Regions from separate parts of the Zea mays genome. Here region 2 is linked to region 1. The links are chromatin contacts, called in public Hi-C maps. All regions are on one chromosome and are shown on one strand. Each heading gives the region's core, a stretch centred on a gene start, on an enhancer-like site or on the middle of the called end of the contact. The rest is flanking DNA. Distances are from core to core; before and after follow the strand shown. Region 1 holds the start of LOC100283832 (transcription regulator). Region 2 holds the start of LOC111043195.

Evidence for each region. Hi-C and Micro-C count contacts between places; a contact is called where the count stands out from the background.
Region 2: a contact with region 1 is called in a Hi-C map of bundle sheath, with 4 times the contacts expected there. The contact joins the promoter of LOC111043195 here to the promoter of LOC100283832 in region 1. A contact is called at or near these places in 6 of 25 Hi-C or Micro-C datasets (bundle sheath, ear, leaf and 1 more).

Annotation. Positions count from the first base shown.
Region 1 is chr3:200,513,807-200,516,866 of Zm-B73-REFERENCE-NAM-5.0, forward strand. It overlaps LOC100283832 (transcription regulator), which reads right to left and starts at 1,420. Exons shown (of 8, transcript NR_181999.1): 1 at 863-1,420; 2 at 731-788.
Region 2 is chr3:200,707,258-200,710,317 of Zm-B73-REFERENCE-NAM-5.0, forward strand. It overlaps LOC111043195, which reads right to left and starts at 1,587. Exons shown (of 2, transcript NM_001354580.1): 1 at 1,580-1,587; 2 at 360-1,478. The coding sequence starts at 1,461. The coding sequence ends at 568.

The sequences.
Region 1 (3,060 bases), core at 170-2,669:
AGAGCACAACAATTTTCCTAAAAGCATGTGATAAGATTTGACCGGAACAGTCCACTGAATCTAGTTAATCATCATACCCCCTTTTTCTTTTCCTGCATTGCAATGCCACACCACTAGCCAACAGTCCACTAATCTAGTTGACTATCATAGAAATTTACTTTCTTTTTCATTGCAATGACGCACAAGAGATCACAGTCCTTACTAAATTACTATATATAGCATCTTTGTGTAACATTAAAACCAGTTCAAGGTCAAGCAGACCAAAATGTAATAAGTCAGATATATCAAATCTAACTGCATAATACCCATATCAGACATGAACAAACTGTGTAACATTCTAACAGACCGTTTCCCCTCACGATCTCAAAATAACTGCTAGTTGATGGGGATGTGTACATGGCCAGTTGTAGTTAAGGCATATAAAGTGACATCATCATACATTTAACCACATGAATAACAATAATTCGAGGTATTCCATGATTCTGCTTGCTCATGGCCATCTATAGTAAGGGACAATTATGGCATGGGCGCATGGCTACTATGCATAATATTCACATGAAAGTAAATTGAATTACAAGCATGCATAGAAAGTAACATAAGAACAATTCAGATATCCTTAGTTAAATGACACATCTTTCTGCAAACTGGTTGGGCTAAGTTTATTTTGGTTGTATTGTAACTTAGCAACATACATATAACTTAGTATACATGGTCACAATTAGGAACTTACCCTCTGCAGCCTGAGCATCTGAGCCAAATCCGTATGTGTTGCTCGTGATCTCCCCATCCTACAAGCAATCCATACTAATAACATAAAACTAGGAAACCCAGCAGGTTACGAAAAGTATAACTGAACACATACTTCACCGATTCTACCTCCTGCTCGGGCGACATAGCCGTCTCGTCGTGCGCATAGTCCACGATTGCAAGCGCCCCGCGCCGCGGAGGGCGCGGCAGGTCTGCCGGCGGCGCGAAGAACGGTCCCCGTAGCGGGGAGGGGGACGACACTGCAAAGGGTGATGAAGAGCGCCGCGAGGGAAGTGGCGGAAGCAGCCCCCGCGCCGGGGAAGGGTGGGGACTCGCTAGGGTTTTGAGACTGGCCAATTCCTCGGGACGGGAAGGTGACGGAGGCGCCACAGAAGGGTTGGGGTCCTCGGCCCCGGCTTGAGGGGACAGCGGCGAGGAGGAGGTGACGGCGGCGGGAAGCGCTGGGAAAGGAGGGCTGGGCTCGTCGGCATCCTCCTCTTCCTCGTCGTCGTTGTACATCGAGAAGAGGGCGGCGATGCCCTCGGTATCGGACGCCATGCCAATGATGGAAACTGAGTACGAAGGGTTGGATTTGGGGACGAGGCGAGGCCCGAAACGGCGAGGAAGGAGGCGGAGGATTTTAGGTCGGCTCGCCCACTCGCCAAAGTTAGGCCCCGTTTCAATCTCACGAGATAAACTTTAGCTTCCTGCTAAACTTTAGCTATATGAATTGAAGTGCTAAAGTTTAGTTTCAATTACCACCATTAGCTCTCTTGTTTAGATTATAAATGGCTAAAAGTAGCTAAAAAAAAGCTGCTAAAGTTTATCTCGCGAGATTGGAACAGGGCCTTAGCTTAAGGGACGAGGCCGCGAGGGACTCATTTTTGTACTTCTGTTTATTGTATTAGTCGGTTACTCGTGTGTTGCGATGGCTCACAACAATACCCACATAAATTATCCACCAAAAAGATCTTAAAATTTTTTATTGGTTGTCTCCACTCTTCGCATAATATTTTTTATGAACACACGGGTATCATAGGCAGCAAATTAGAGACCTCCATCCCTCGCCTCCCCTACTTCCAAGGTTTCGTAGAGCATCAGGGGAAGGGAAGAGGCGGACATACCTGTTCGTTGCCGGAGAAGGACACGACGAAGACCTATGCATATGGAGGCGACATATGTAGTATACCATTAGATATATAGGAGAAAGCATGCACGCGGAGAAAGAAGCTCATCCGGAGCAGCTCCAAACCAAGAGGCACTCACACCAGACGTCAGTCCGAGAAGGGCGAGAGACTGCGAGTGTCTTCCCAGCCCTGGACCCATCGAAGCGACACAACACCACCACCAACTCAATAGCATATGTCGACTGCTGCCACGCTACGGGCCTTAGTTGTCCAATATACTCAGATCTGGACTCCTCATCGCTAAGATAACGTAAGTGTGGCAGGCGTCACCATGTCCTCCTCGACGGCACACACGGAGAAATGCCAAGAGCATGACCGACTTGCCCTGTACCCGCGTCGACGAGCGTCGGTCGGCTCGCGACTGCGACCATGGGCGGGGGCAGCAGGTTAGGGTGGAAGAATAGAGCGAAGGCAGGGAAGACGGACGGGATGTCCGACGATGGCGAAAACGATGGTGCGTGCATGATGTGAAACGTCCTCGTGGACGTGCAATAGTCACTGCGTGAGTTGGTGTCGAGGCTGGTGTCGGACCAATACGGGGAGGAGGCGCTTGTTCCTACGCCCTCTGCCGAGAATGGGGTGGCGCGGAGATGGAGGCATGAGGGGAGAGAGAAAAGAGGTAGAATGATGAACGAGGAGGTGGCAACTGAGGCGATGATCATCATTATCGTGCGGAGATATAAATGGTCAAATGGGTCATGTATGGCGAACCGGTCCGAGGCACGACCCATTTAATAGTGTCTGGACCAACCTGGCATGAGCGTCGTGCGGTGCTTGAGCCGTAGCCTTGGCCCGTAGTGCTGGTCCGGCCCGACACGATTTTTTTACAAAAAATCATATATACATATTTACAATTTATATTCAATATTATAAACACCTGAGTGTTCTATTGGTTAGATATCTTCATCCAGTGTCTTTCATCTTTATTCAATTAGGGTGTGGGTTCAAACCCCATCTCCTGCACCGCTTTTTAATATTTTACGCTGAGTTGATTTAGAAGAAATATAAGGACTTTTTTATAAAAAATGACGCAGGATGACCGTTGAAACTGGTGCTTTAAGTATAGTAGAGATTTTAGTTTTAAAATTACTAAATTCGAAAACTTAAACTATCTCTTGCAAATTTT
Region 2 (3,060 bases), core at 337-2,836, 190 kb after region 1:
TCATCGTGCACGTCCCGCCGCGGCCGGGCGCCCGGCCCCGTCGTCGTCTTCGTGTAGCTACGCCGGCCGGATACAGAAAAAGGAACTGGAAAGGTGAGCGCCGCCGGTGCGGTGTCTGAAAGGCCAACGCCTCCCACTCGCTGCTAGTAAAGCCAGTCACAGCTATACCCACCATCGATTGGCAACCCATGCAGACAGGCGGCAGCCATTAACAAGGATTAAAAAAAACAGGGAGAAGATGAGACGGCCACGGCTTCTTCTACTAAGGTTTGCAGGAAGACGCGGTGTATATAAAGAGCGTGTGGTTCACGAAAGACGTAGACACGGTAAAGGCACAACGAAGAAGAGAGATCAACTACTCATGCAAGCACTGCGGTATTTAATTTAGGTTCTTAGGAACAAAAACACCAAGCACCAACTTTGTACATATTAATGGACGCCATGCACATGGTGATCGATCGGTCTATATAGAAAGACAGGCGGGTACTAGAGAGGTTGTGTGGTGTCCAAGCTACACACGGGATGCTACTAACTAGCTGCAGGCAAGGGCGAGGAATGGCAAGCCTTTCATGTGCTCGGGCGGACGGTGTTGTCCGTTCCGGCGCTCTGCCCGCCAAGCTGTTGCTGTGCGCCAGCTGCTGCTTCCCTACGGCGGCTCCAGTCGCGGACGGAGAGGTGCAGGTGCTTGCCTGCCGCCAGCATCTCCACCGCTTGCCGAGGCGTCAGGATCTCCGTCGCCAGCGCCCGCGCCGTCGCCATCCTCAGCTCGTCGGCCTCCACCAGCAGCCGCGACAGCGCGGCCTTGTAGCTGTCCAGCGCCGCGTCCACCTCGGCGTCCGCGGCTCCTAGCCGGGCCGCCCTGAGCCGCCGCCGCGCCGCGCCGTCGCAGCTTCCGCTGGCAGCAGCTGCAGCTCCCAACCGTGCCGCGGCAGCGAGCTCGCGCTGCCGCACGATGGGCAGGAGCGGGCGGTCGGCGATGTCCTCCTGCAGGGTGGCGAGCCGGTCCGACAGGGCGTTCTCCTGGTGCACCGTCCGGCTGTGGAGGTCGTTGATGAGCACCAGCTGAGCGGACGTGATCCCCAGGGCCCCGGTCGGGATGACGCCGTTGCTGAGGCCGCCGAGCAGCTCCTCCACCTGCGCCTCCAGGCCCTCCCCGGAGAGGTTGTAGAGCAGGCGGACGGTGAGCGAAGGGCGGCAGCCCCCGAGCCAGAGCACGGAGTTCTCGAAGGCGGTGCACCAGGGCGGGGCGAAGAAGGCGACGCCGTCCTCCCGCGACAGCGCGCGCCTGCGGGTGGCGTAGTCCTGGTACCCGAGCATGCACCGCTCCACCACGGTCCGCAGCTCGGCGTCCGTTGCCCGGCCCGCGGCGGCATTGGCCGACGCCGCCTCGAGCTCGGCGAGGCCTGCCTCCTGCCCGGCGATCCAGTGCCGGTAGCATGACTCGTACCGCGCCATGTCCATCCCGTCCGTCCAAGCCTCTGCAGTGTGAGGCCGTGACGAGAGAGTGGAGTAAGCACATGGCCTATATGTTCGCACTACATGTTGTATTCATGCACATATGCCTTTTTTGACCCTTTACCTCGTTTCAGTTTTCGGCAGGCCCTGTTGTGTGACTTGATCTGTCTCTATGGTTCCTCCGATTTTGCTTTTTTTTTTGTTTCTGCGGTATGTCACCAGACGGGGACGACGGAGCACGAGGCTTTCGATAGCGTGATGGTGATGTGCTGGTCGGCCGCGGATGCATGCGTGCGTGTAGAACCTATCTGATGTGGATCCCTATCGGATCACGGCGACGAAACTTTTGGGAAGCAAAAAGACACGGAAGGTGTCACGCAAGATTGGCCATGGAACGGCGCTTCCCCTCGGCCCGCGGCCCTGCGTTTAACCTTTTCCGTGGGCAGGTGTGAAGGGAATCGGAGGCCGGACCGCGGACGAGGAGATGGATGGTGCATCCTTGTGCGACGGAGAGCTCCCGGTGAGTCCAGTGCATCCTTTCGTTCGTGCGTACGCGTGCCATGGCTCCTTTGTGTGTACTGTCTTGTCGTTAGCGCCAGAAGCCCAGACTAGCTGACATTCATATGAGTTATCCGTATTCATATTTGTTTCCGAGACACTATCCACGTGATTGGTTCGTTTCACTGGTCCGCCTGGCTCGCATCAGTCAGCCAGGCTATATATAGCCTGATTGAGTGTATGCAAAGGTTTAGTGTTTGGTTACTTGGCTCAATTGAATCTGGCTGTATTGAGACAGCGTTTGGTTGTATGTATCAAAGCATGTACCAGTGAAGAATGCACAAATAAATCTTTAAATATTATATAACATATATGGTCTAGTTTTAATCGAAAAAATGTTAGGGACACAAATATAAAATTTGTTCGGTGATTAAATTTTTTAATTAGAAGATATAACAAAAAAACTAACTAAAAACATACCTCGGTATACGTGCCACTGCATGCACTGAGCCTGGCTGGGCGCGTACGCTCGCCGCGAGCTTCGCTCGGAAGCCTGGCTGCGGTCGCTTCTTTGCATGACTAGAGTTGGGATGCATAGAGAAGCTAACCAAACAAACACTGCTTTATAACTCCGCGGGTGCAGTTTCTCTATTCACCCAGTCTACCAAACATGCGGTATATGGATATCAAGTTTAGTGTTTTAAATTTAGTATAAATCCAATATATTTCTTGTTGTAAATTATTTTAATGATTTTACTTAATTATTTATTACTTTATACAAATTATCTATGTAATGTATAATTTCCTGATAAAAATTATATAAATAACGACTGATTAATTGATGTATTTAACTATCACATATTACATTGATAGATAAACTATTTTTTAGGAGTTATCATCGTTGTCCACGTACTTTAATCTCTACTCGTGTAATGATTCTGTACTTACAAAAACATTGATTATTTTTATTTTAATTTATTTACTTGTTCTACCATTTAATTAGATATTGATATTATTATTTAGTTCACTTCAATATTGACAATTATTATATGTGTATTTTAAAAAAATTATTTTGCTTTGGTTATCAATGAATTCAGTTTTATATTT